Linked DNA regions of Sus scrofa: all the other regions are linked to region 2. A link is a contact called in public Hi-C and promoter capture Hi-C data. All regions are on one chromosome and are shown on one strand. The core of a region is the stretch at or near the end of the contact, and the rest is flanking DNA. Distances in the headings are between cores, read along the strand shown.

Region 1 (3,973 bases), core at 177-2,676, 140 kb after region 2:
CGCAGGGTAAAGATGGCGGAGCAGGGAAGCCAGGCTTTGAACGGCGGGGCAAGCCCGGGCCAGGCCCGTCGGCGGCGTCGCGCGTCTCCAAGGCGACGCCACGCGTGGCCCGGAAATGGGCGGAGTTTCTGGCGGGGCGGGGTATCTCTGTGACGCCAGGGGTTGGGCCTAAATGGCGAAACCCGAGAGGCTCCCGGGGGGGTTTGAACTGGCCAATGGGCGAGCTGCCGACCGGGTGTCGGAAAAGGAGGCGGAAGCGGGGAGGAGTCGCCGCGGGAGCTGGTCTGCATCCGCCGCGGCGTCTCCATGGCACGACCCTGGCCTCCGACTTCAACGACTTCATAAGGAGGCGTTTCTGGGCGCAGCCGTGTCGCTCCTGGTGAGAGGTCGCCGGCAGGCGGGACCCAGGGAGGGATGGCCCCCGCCGAGGTCGCCGGGTCCCGCTGCCTCCCCCGGGTCGCCCCCTCCTGCACCCACCGGCGCGCTCGTCCCGCTCCCGTCAGAATCTGGCCTCCCTGCCCCGCCCACCGGCGCGGGCCTTCTCCTCCTCCCGCTAACGGGCGGGCGGCCGCCTCTCTCCTCACCTGGCCACTGGCAGAGCTCTGCTCCCTCCTCTGCTGCCCTGCGGCAGTGCTTCGCCCCTCTCTCTATGGGCAGAAACTGGTCCCCTTCTGCCCGCTGGTGGGTGATCGTCCCTTCTCACCGCCGACGGAGACTGGCCCCGCGCCCTCCTGCCCGGCAGTGGGCGTCGCCCCGTCCGCTTCGCCCCCCGCCCCCGAGGGCCTCGGCCGGGCGGTTATATGCCAGCTCCTTGTAGGCAGCTCTGTCCCCCGGGACCGCCTCTGGGCCGCCCGACCCGGCTGGGTGGGTTCACCGGTCCGGCGGGCCTCCTGGGGAAGCGGGGGTCTCACACCGGGTCTTTGCACGATCGAGCGTCTAACCTGCTCTAACTCGGATCTAAGCCCAGCCGGCCACTGCTGCGGCCGGGAGGATTTTCCCTCCGCCGACGGGTTACCCACTCGCTGCCTAGCCTCCCAGTCCCCAAGCAGCCTCTCCTCTTCCCTCCTTTAAATAGTATTGGTCCTCTGGGGTATCTATTTTGCTGGGAACGCCCCTTCTCCTAGGAAACTGTTGCCCAGGCCCCACCCCGAATATCCCTCCGGCTCTCCGTGCGGGTTCTGGCCGTTTGGGAACCACTTGGGGCCTTGTGGTTCTCTCCTGTCCACCTCTCACGCCAGCCAGCATTTCAGGTTTTCCTCCTGGTGGCCACTCACCTTTCCTCCCGTCTGGGACCTTGGTGTGGTCCTTTCTCTCCTAGTTCCTTCCCCCCTCACTCCCTGGGGAGGGGACCTCCGACCACCCCGCACACCCGCCACCCCACAGGTCGCTCAGCCTCTCCTATCTCCCCCACTTTGGCAGGACAGTTGCTGTGCGACTTGGACAGTAGAGGAGCGCCTCCCAAGTTTTCATCCACCTGCCACCCCCAAAGCTTCCACCCTTCTCCCCTCAGAGAGGACGTTTGATGCTGGGCCCCTGAGATTCTCATTGACAAGCCCCTCTGGGTCCCCCTGAGCAGAGCCTGCTGACCCAATTGCCCACCTTTGCGGCTTTGATGCCTAGCCATGTCTGCCTCATCCTCAGGCGGCTCCCCCAGGTACTGCCAGTGTGGGGGGGCGTGTCTGCCATAGGGCAGGGAAAAGTGGACAGGAGCTCCGAGGCTGGGCTCACTGGAGGCTTTTCTTTTCAGCTTCCCTGTTCTGTGTACTGAAAGCCTGGATCAAAACATTTAAAAATGATTTTTAAGAGGAAGGAGGAAAACGCAGGCACATAATCCCAGCTCTGCCTCCCCTGGCCCTCCCTCCCCAGGTGCCCCAGTTCCTGATGGCAAATAGGATTGCCATGGTTGTCTTTGGAATACTAGGCTCAGTGTGAATAAGAACAGTGATGTAGGAGTTGGATGCAGCAGTTAGCCAATAGTTGATGGGATCCATGTAGGTTGATGGAGAGCCTGCTGAGAGTGAGAGCTTGCCCAAATCTGTTGGCTTTAAGTGAACATTCTAAACCAGGAGGGGAAAAAAAAAACCTGTCTGCTCAGATTTGGTATTCCTTGGCTAAATGATTAGTAGGGCTCAAAAAAATTTTTTTAATCAAGGTGCTATATACATATAGCCCAATGTATGCTGAAGTTCTTAAGAATTCTTATGCTGCATTATTTGTTCCAAAATAACGGAGAGCGAGGGTAAAGTCATATTTTGGGGCTGTCATCAGGCAGTGAGTGGGATGGATCAAATCTGCTTTCCAGGTCCCTTCCCATTCTGGAATTCCTGGGTACACTGCTGCCAAATTTTGGAGATTAGACTTTTGCTCTATTTGCAAATTTGGTGATGGGGCTGTTTACATGTAAGCAAGATGAATTACACGTGGTATTACAAAATTCCAGAAAGACCAGAAATAACCCTGCTTCTTAGGTGCTTAAAGGGTAGCTAGTAGAATACTTTGGGAAATAGCCATTTTTCATCATCTTTGTTGAATATTTGACTTCGTTTTATGAATTCTGAGTCACAGAGACTTTGTTCCTGAGCCTATGGTTCTGCCTTTACATGTCAGTGATTCACAGAGCATTGCTCCAGGCACTGTCCTGGGCACTCTCACCCTTGGCCAGGCTCATGTGTTGACTCTCAGCCACATGCTGCCTGCTTTTTTGTGTCCTGAGAGACAGGATGACAGCTGGGCTTTTCAGCTAAAGGTCACAATATGTGTGATGCGAGGGCAGGTTAAAAGGCTAGCCCTGCAAATGCCCCCTACCCCCATTTTCCATCCCCCTGCCGGGCACACCATGAGCGTTTGGTGCTCGCGTAAAGGGAGCCAGGTGATTCCAGACTGGTTCTCCTAGCCGTGAACTCGTTTAGCCACCACATGTGATATATAACTTCAGGAGATCTAAGAAATAGAAGAGCCCTAGTTTTCTGCTTATAATCTGGTTCTTGTGCCTGGGTACAGGTTTCCATCGTGTGGTAAGAACGGAGTAACGAGTCTCACGCAGAAAAAGGTCTTGAGGACACCTTGTGGCGCACCCAGTGTGACCGTGACGGTAGGTGCAGCACCCTCCCGCCCGCGGCTCTGCCAGCAACCTCTTCTGCTGGCCCCACAGGGGCTGGACGCTGGGCTCCGTGCCTCCACGCATTTCCTGCTGATGAACTGGGTTTGGGTTTTGCCTGTGGTAAGGCTGCCGGGTGTAAGGAGGTTGTCTGAACCCAATTCTTCCAGACAGATTTCAGAACATCTTAAAACAGATTTTCAAAAAAAAAAAGTCAAGGAAAGAATGGGGATTGATAGGGCTGGGGGGGTGGGGCACGTGTTCTGCCCTGCTGATGTATTGTCTTCAGAATCCGCACAACCTTCTCATCTCGGCCTTTCCTCCGGCTTTCTGTCTTCCTCGTCTTTTAACCTGCCTGCTGCCTGCTGGCTTTGCACCCTAACTGGTTGGTGTGTTTCCTGTGCTCGCGCGCATGCCCAGTTCAGATGCGGGTGTAAAGGGCCCCCGGCCCTGCAGCTGCGCTGTGCTGAGTCGCAGGAGGGGGTGTGCGTGCCAGCAGGTTTGCCAAGAGATTCATCTCCAAGGACCCAGGGCCGGGGTCTGGGCTCTTCTGTGGAACCTGCGGGTCTTGCAGACCCTTCTCTTGAGCAGCCCGGCATCTCCCCGGTGGTCTTTGGCTGGCATCTCTGCAGGAGCTCGCTGAAGGGCACTCCCGCCTTGCTTCCTGCCTGCATGCCGCTTGTACTGGTCGCTGTCCCGCTCGCTTGGTGGCTAGGCTTTCCGTGGCCCCGAGAGGCCGTGAGCTCTGTTTTTTATGCCCAGTTTACTCGTCCACAGATCAACCTTTTTTGAGTTGTCCTCCCCCGCCTGCCAGAAGCGAACCATGAAGGACCGCTCTTCAACACCCCCCTTACATGTTCACGTGGATGAGAACAC
Region 2 (3,758 bases), core at 433-2,932:
AGCTGGAAATCTGTGCCGCGGCCAAAGAAACCGGAAAGGGTGGGAAAACACTAGGGGACCGGGTCGTAGTATCAAACACCGGGGCTCGGGCTCCGGGCGGTAATGACAGTTCCGAGGGGGATTATGACGTAACTACATTCCACTCCTCCCTCCCGACGCCCGAGTCGCCGCTCCGCGGTGGGGGAGGGGAGCGCAAGGCCAGGACCGAGGTCCTTGGAGACCGGGAGACTAGGGAGCCCAGGGAGCCCAAGAGGTCCGGTTCTGGGCGGCGGGAGGCGAGGGCCGAACCTGAAGCGGGAAGCCCCGGGGGTCACCAGCCCAAAGTCACCCGGGGGTGACGAGTGAGGGCGGGGGCTGGGCTGCCAGGGGGCGGGACTGGCTGAGAAGACTTTTTGAGGGGGGCGCCAAGGGGCGCCGAGGGGCTCGCCCCGTGTGCCTTGGAGGCAGCACAGACTCTGGCCATGGCCCGGCCATCGAAGGGGTCTCGGGCTGAGTCAGGGAGCCGCGACCCCGCGTGTTTTACCTTTTTCTTGGCCGCAGCCAATTTGCTCTGTCGGGTTTCTTCCGACATCCCGGGACGGGGCGGGGGAAGGGGGGGCCACATCAGCACGATCCCGGCAACCACCGCGGAATTGCTTCCGGCAGTCACCGCGCCACTGTGCGACTGAGCCAGAAAAGGAGGGACCGGGGCGGTTCTAGGCAGCAGCGGCGTGGGCGTGGCCTAGATTCTCCAATCCCATTGGCCGATTGGAAAGATGAAAGGAAAAGGGGGCGTGGCTAGGCCGCCGCGAGCCAGGTGGAACGGGTGGAGTCATAATACAGGCTGCGCGCGCAGCCGCGGTCCCCGCCCACCTCGGCGGGGGGAGGGGCGGGGCCTGCTCTCGCAGGGTGCGCGCGCAGCTGGCTGTATAACGACTCCTGGTCTCCATCACAGGATTCGGAATAGCTGGCGGGCTGAGAGGCCTCTTTTTCGCCCTCGCCCTGGACCCTCCTGCACTGCAGACCCCCCCGAGTCGGGGGCCCCGAACCCCAGGGCTGAGGAGGTGGGCGAGGAGCGGACAGCACGGGGAAAGCACATCCCTTCCCAGTCCCTCTCGCTCCCGTAGCTTTGCCCCCAACTTTCTTTTCCCTGAGATCAGCTCCAGAGGCCTCCATCCGCTCCTCCACACTCTACCCCCTGTCCGAATACCCTCCTCGAGGAACCCCACCCTGATCCCGGGAGCATCCAGTCGCGGTCGCTCCTCCCGCACGGCTGTCCCTCCTCTCACACCCCCAGAGTACCGCTTTCCTGCCGAGGCGGACTCTGGGTCCAATCAACTTTTTCCCTTGGATTCCTCTCCAGGACTCAACCAGGACTTTCCAAAAGCTGCCGCGGGGCCTTCCGATCCCCTGTGAGTATGCCTCTGCCCCCTCTCCGGCCCTCCCACCCGGTTAGCTCCCTCGGCTCCCAGCCCCCCTCTCCGTCCCCAGCAGCGGCTGACCCACCCGCTGCCCTCTTCGAGGTCTTCCCTCAGCTGACCTCATTCTGCGGAGAAAGTCCAGGTCATTTCGCAGTCCTTCCCCTTCTTTTCCTCCTGCCCACCAAGCTTCAAAAAAGAAAGAGCATCCTGGCGTTCGTCAGTGGTACCCCAGGCTCTGCAAGTGGGCTCCGTCTCTCCTCCTTCCTGCCAGCGCCACAAGTGGTTGGTTGGTTTCCTTCTTTCCACACCACTGTCCCTCCCTCCCACTGTCCCTCCCTCACCCGTTCCACCCCCTTGGAAACCACTCTCATTCCCTCAAACACATGTGCTCTCTCCTGTCTTGGGCATTTGGATACACTGACCCCTGTCTGGGATACTGTTTTTCCAGCTTTTGGCCAAACTGATACCTACGCATCCTTTAAAGCTGAGCTTCCTCAGAGAAATCTCAGCCCCACTTTCTGGCTCAGGCCAGTGGCTCTGTGAGACACTCCCTTGGCTCCCTGTACTTCAAAGCACTTTGCAGATGGCAGTTAGTTGATTGGCTGTTTGACGGACTCATTTGAGATAATACCTGCTATGCGCCAGAGACTGTTATAGACACAGGGCAATCAGCAGTGAATAAAACAAAGTCCCTGCTCTCATGGTGTTTACAGCCCCGGGGTATAAGACTGACAATGAACATAATATTATTCCTGAAATGTACAACATGTCGGGTGGTGACTGATGTTAAAAACATCAGGACAGGGAGTTCCCGTGGTGGCGCGGCAGAAACAAATCCGACTGGGAACCATGAGGTTGCAGGTTCGATCCCTGGCCTCGCTCAGTGGGTTAAGGATCCAGCGTTGCTGTGAGCTGTGGTGTAGGTCGCAGATGTGGCTCAGATCTGGCATGGCTGTGGCTGTGGTGTAGGCAGGCAGCTATAGCTCCAATTAGACCCTGAGGCTGGGAACCTCCATATGCTGAGGGTACGGCCTTGAAACAACAAAAGCCAAAAAAAAGAAAGAAAGAAAGAAAACATCAGGACAAGGGGCTCGTGAGTGACTGAGGAGTGGCCATTTTAGCTGGGGTGGTCAGGAAGCCTTTTCTGATGAGGTGGGACCTGTGAGGAGAGCTGTAAATGGGACTCTCTGGAAGAAGAGCCTAATTGTTGGGTGTTTTATGTCTGGGACGAGGCTCTACAGTCTATGAGGGCAGGGGATCAAGCCTGGATGTCTTATCCATTGCTAAACCTCTGGAGCCTTTGCCTGTGCCTGGCAGCTAGTATTTACTCATGGTCCGTTGACTGGTTAAAAGCCCCTATCCTAAATATGGGAACCACGTCTGCCTCTGTCTCTTGTATTAGAGTTGCTCCAACACCCATTTCCTGAAGACTAGCCGAGTATCAGGCACCAGCCCTTGAAGCTTTTAGAGCCAGAAAGGACAAAGATGAACAGAAGGGTTTTGCTACCCAGTGAGACTATAAACCCAGGGATAACATAGATTTGAGAGGAGAACCCAAGAGGTGGACCTGAAGTGGATTCTCGGGTCAGACTGGGGACCAGGTAAAGATGAGTTTGGCTGAGAGTAAAAGAAAACCCCAAGTAATGAAGGCTTAAACAATCATCAGGCCCCCTCTATAATCCAGGACGCCTTTCAACTCCAGCATCCCTCCAGCTGGCAGGAAGGAGGGAGACCACAGAAAAGCATGCCTTCTCCCTTGGAAGGCAATTCCCAGACGTGGCATACACCATATCTGATTAAGTTCCACTTGCCAGAACTTAGCTGTAGGATCCCATCCGATTTCCAAGGGAAGCTGGGAAATGTAGTCCTGTTCTTGGGTGGAGGGTGTCTGTTACCAACCAGAAGCAGGGACAGGCAACTGGGGGACAACTTGTAGGTTCTGAATTGCGGATAGTTGGTCCGTCCAGCTAATGACTCTTTGTGCCACTCAGCGGCCATCTGCCACGTGTGACCAGGCTGATGCAGCCAGTGAGGATTCTCTGCACCTTGACATTCAGAGGCTGAAGGAGAAGAGGGACATGCTGGACAAGGAGATCTCCCAATTCATATCTGAGTAAGTCTCCTTGGGGTCCTCAGTGTGCTTAAGATAACTACTTTGGCCTCACCCGAGGCATGCGGAAGTTCCCAGGCCAGGGATCAGACCCACACCACAGCAGTGATGATGCCAGGTCCTTAACCCACTAAGCCACCAGGGGACTCCTAAGATAACTTTTAACTAGTGCCCAGTAACTGAAACCTAGCTCAGCATAAAAACAGGACTGTGCCGCTGGTGCCCGGAGGTCACAGTTGCTGTCTCAG
Region 3 (4,099 bases), core at 886-3,385, 170 kb after region 2:
GGACACACCAGAAGGCAGGGCTCAGGGTTTGGGGGCAGACGGTGTAGCTGTTAGGAGGAAGAGGACATGTGTACATATTGCTATTCTTTAAACATCAGTTGCTTTCGGAATGATAAGATGAGGGGCTATTTTTGTTCTCTTCACATTTTCCTGTATTTATAAGAAAGAGCAACACATCCTTCAGGGAGAAGAGAACAAATCTGGTACTGGCTGCACCTTGAACTTTCCATTCCAGCTGGCATTGGCCTTCTGGGTGATCCAGTCTTGTCCCCTCTTGGCCACTCTGACCCAAGTCCAGAACTCCAGACAATTCCTGTGTCCTTAAAAGCAGTGGGTCCCACTTGGGCCTCTGGATGTCACCATCAGAACCTCTCTCCACCCCAATTTAGGAAACGTTTGTAGTTTCTAGCTTTTTATTTTACCGAGGAAGGTCCCTGAAATAACTACCACCAGCTACCATTGCCACGAAACCAGGCCTGTGGTCACACACTTAATGTCAATGGACTTGTACTTCGTATCGTGTATGAAAGATCTTAAGAGACCGTTGTGGCTTCCTGCTGCAGCGCAGTGGGTTAAGAAATGACCACATAGAATTCCTGTCGTGGCTCGGTGGTAACAAATCTGACTGGGATCCATGAGGATGCGGGTTCGATCCCTGGCCTCGCTTAGTGGGTGAAGGATCCGGCATTACCATGAATTGTTGTGTAAGTCACAGATGAGGTTCAGATCCCAAGTTGCTGTGGCTGTGGTGTGGGCCAGTAGCTGCAGCTTTGCTTCAGCCCCTAGCCTGGGAACTTTCATATGCTGCGGTACAGCCCTAAAGAGCCAAAAATGAATAATTAAACAAATCTGACTACAGTAGCTCATGTCGCTGTGGATTAAGGTGCAGTGGGTTAAGGAACTGGCGTTGCTTCAGCTGTGACATAGGTGGGGCTTGGATTCCATCCCTGGCCTGGGAATTTCCATATGCCATGGGTGCAGCCAAAAAAAAAAAAAAAAAAAAAGACAGTTGGCAAACTCACACCCATGTGTATTCATTTCTGTATAACTCATGACTCTTATTTTTGTCAAACTAATGGAAACCTCTTCAGTACAGAGCTCTGCTGTGGGTGATGCTGGTGTGGGAAACACCCCCCTTGGGGGCCATTGCTGGAATTCTCCCAACAACGTTCTATTTTTCTTTGTAAAATACTGTATGACAAAAAGCCCAGAGTGTTTTTGATAAATGAAAAATGTTTCTATTGCTTCAGACTCCAGAGCGTTTTCCTTTCTGCCTCAACTGAGATCCCATGAAATGGGGAAAAGAGTCAAAAGTTCAAGTGTCCCTATTTAAAGCTGGCCTCCGGCAACGGTGAATCATTTGTTGAGGTAGAATTCACGTAACATAAAATGCATTCTTTTCAAGTGCATGATCCAGCGGTTTTTCGTATATTCAAAGTTGTGCAACCACCACCTTTATCTAATTCTTGAACATTTTCATCACCCATAAGTGAATCCCGTACCTGTTAGCATCCACTCCCCATTCCCGTCCTCCCAGCCCCTGGCAACCACTAATAAAGTCCCTATGTCTTTTTGGCTTTGTCACTTTGCCCATTTCACATAAATCACAATATGGTGACTGTCTCCTTTCACTTATAGTGTTTTCAAGGTTTCATGTTGTAGGCGTGTATTCGTACTTGATTTTTGTGGCCCAATATTCCATTGTGTGGATACACCATATCTTATTGACTCATCAGTTGATAGGCACTTGAGCTTCCATCTTTTGGCAATTGTACATCATGCTGCTACCAATATTCTACGTTCTTTGTGGACACGTAGCTTTTGGGTATATACGAAGCTGAACTGCCGGGTCAATGTTAACTCTTTAACCTTCTGACCAAGTGCTAGACTGTTTTCCACAGGAGTTGCCCCCTTTTAGACCCCCATCGGCAGTGTCTGAGGGTTCCAATGCCTCTGCATTCCTCATCACCACCTATTCAGTTTTCTGCAAGCTCAAAGGGCCGGCCTTCGAAGGCCTTCGGTCTACCCAGCTCCCTGGAACGCAGCGACAGTCCAGAGCCGAGCTCCGTGCGCAAGCGCGTCAGTGGGCGGGCTCGGCGCAGGGGGCGGGGCCATGCGGACGTTAGGGGCGGGGTTGCAGTGCGCAGCTGCGTGCGCGCCCCGGAAGCGGAAGCGAGCACCCGTTTCCGGGCGGCTGATTCGAGGAGTTGTTTTGTCTCCGGCGGCACCTGTGAGGAGCTGCTTCGAGGCAGGCCATGCCTTCGGAAGGTCGCTGCTGGGAGACCCTGCAGGCGCTGCGCAGTTCGGGCAAAGGTCGCCTGTGCTACCACCGCGACTGGCTGCTGCGGGGCGAGGTGAGCAATGGCCCAGAGGCGCGTCACGGGACGCTGCTTCTTTGTAACAACCAGCCGTTGACTCCTGAGTGCGCCTCACCCTGCCTTGGCGTTTCTGCCTTCTCCCGCCTGGTTTGGCTTTTCGGGGAGCCCCTATTCAGAGGTGCCCTTCTCTGGAGGTTTCAGTGCTCTCCTCCAGGCCGGAGTCAGGCGCCCCTGCCTCTTAGGGTCAGCGAATTTACTGCGCGTCTCTTCCGTTGGGAGATCCAGATTTAGCGGTGAAAGGTTAATGTGACCTAACCTATTGCTCCCAATGAAAAGACCAGATTTTTAGATGACATTGGGCAGACCTGGAAAGTGTAATGGGGGCGTGGTCCGTGCACCTGGGATTTGCAAAGCCCTGTACTGTAGACAGTTAAGGCTCAGCTCTTCTTCCCGAGTTGCTGGTAATCTAGGTACAGACGTGACGTTTGTCTCTTCAGGCTTAAATGTGTCAGTTCTAAAGCATTTCCTTGTTATGTCTTTGACAGTTTTAAAGAATACATACTTTATATAGCATGAATCCCAGCACGAGTCTGTTTGGTGTAGACTCAGGTTATGCGTTCTTGGCAGGAATACCACAGAAATGATGCTGTGTTCTCAGTAAGTCACATGAATAGGTCACATCAGTAACACACAGGTGCTTCATTCCAGCCCAGCACTGGTGATGGCACTGACCTTGATCACATGGTCACACTGGTATCTGCCAGATACCAATCCACTTGAAAATCATTTTTCCCTTTGTAATTGATTACTGTTTTGTGGGGGGGTATTCCAAGATTAGACCAATATATTTTTTTTCTCATCAAACCTCCACCCTTAGCGTTTATTGACGACTTCTGCATGAATTAGTCTCTTCTGTGATGTAGCCAAATGGTGTTTCTTTATGTCTACCATTCCTTATACATATTGTAAGGAAGTGCTTTCGTTTCTCCCGTTTAATTATTTATATCACTATCCTCACGGGTTCCTGTTTTATTCAGTGAGTTATGATCCATTACTTGTAACCTTGTATGTGTATTTCCGTCTTTTATTTTTATTTTTTTGGTCTTTTTAGGGCCGCACTCATGGCATATGGAGGTTCCCAGGCTAGGGGTCCAATCAGAGCTACAGCTGCCGGCGTACACCACAGCCACAGCCACGTCAGATGTGAGCTGTATCTTCAACCTACACCACAGCTCATGGCAATGCCAGATCCTTAACCCTCTGAGCGAGGCCAGGGATTGAACCTACATCTTCATGGATGCTAGTCAGCTTCGTTAACCACTGAGCCATGACGGGAACGCTTGTATTTCCACCTTGTGTGAAGTATTGTCTTCAGGATAAATGCTAGAAGTGAGATGCTGAGTCAGAAGGTAGGCATAGATGTAGTTTTATTATTTATTGCCACGTTCTCTCTGGGTATATTGTTTGTCTTCCAGTTAGCAGTGCATGATCATGCCTGTTTGCCCACGGCCTTGTCAGCAGAATGTATCGTTTTATTTTTTTTGCCTGTCTCATAGGTAAGAATGAGATTGCAGTGTGGTTTTACAGTATGTTTTTATCTTGATTGAGATCAAACATTTTTTCTATATTCAAGCACCAATTTTATATCTTTACTTGCAAATTTCAAGTTTATATATTTTGCTCCTTTTTTTACTGGGGTTTTGGTATTTCCCCCCAAAATTTTTTTTCTTTTTTTTCTTTTTAGGGCTGTACCTACAGCATATGGAAGTTCCTGGACTAGG

Evidence for each region. Promoter capture Hi-C pulls out the DNA fragments that hold promoters and counts their contacts. A called contact is a pair of places that touch in the nucleus more often than the background predicts.
Region 1: a contact with region 2 is called in a Hi-C map of epiblast stem cells, with 1.6 times the contacts expected there. The contact joins the promoter of ODF2 here to the promoter of GOLGA2 in region 2. A contact is called at or near these places in 2 of 5 promoter capture datasets (fetal skeletal muscle and skeletal muscle), 14 of 47 Hi-C or Micro-C datasets (alveolar macrophages, blood, embryonic fibroblasts and 9 more) and 2 of 2 datasets of contacts at active chromatin or transcription factors (alveolar macrophages and skeletal muscle).
Region 3: a promoter capture Hi-C map of liver shows a contact between it and region 2, with 5 times the contacts expected there. The contact joins the promoter of GLE1 here to the promoter of GOLGA2 in region 2. A contact is called at or near these places in 1 of 5 promoter capture datasets (liver) and 1 of 2 datasets of contacts at active chromatin or transcription factors (alveolar macrophages).

Annotation. Positions count from the first base shown.
Region 1 is chr1:268,857,117-268,861,089 of Sscrofa11.1, forward strand. It overlaps ODF2 (outer dense fiber of sperm tails 2), which reads left to right and starts at 1,427. Exons shown (of 21, transcript NM_001193447.1): 1 at 1,427-1,654; 2 at 3,001-3,091. The coding sequence starts at 1,623.
Region 2 is chr1:268,719,492-268,723,249 of Sscrofa11.1, forward strand. It overlaps GOLGA2 (golgin subfamily A member 2), which reads right to left and starts at 1,683. Exons shown (of 26, transcript XM_021069501.1): 1 at 1,520-1,683. It overlaps SWI5 (a long non-coding RNA gene), which reads left to right and starts at 741. Exons shown (of 5, transcript XR_001306646.2): 1 at 741-1,043; 2 at 1,343-1,391; 3 at 3,392-3,513.
Region 3 is chr1:268,892,146-268,896,244 of Sscrofa11.1, forward strand. It overlaps GLE1 (nucleoporin GLE1), which reads left to right and starts at 2,136. Exons shown (of 16, transcript XM_003122222.5): 1 at 2,136-2,354. The coding sequence starts at 2,256. ODF2 (outer dense fiber of sperm tails 2) reads left to right here. Exons shown (of 21, transcript NM_001193447.1): 21 at 1-237.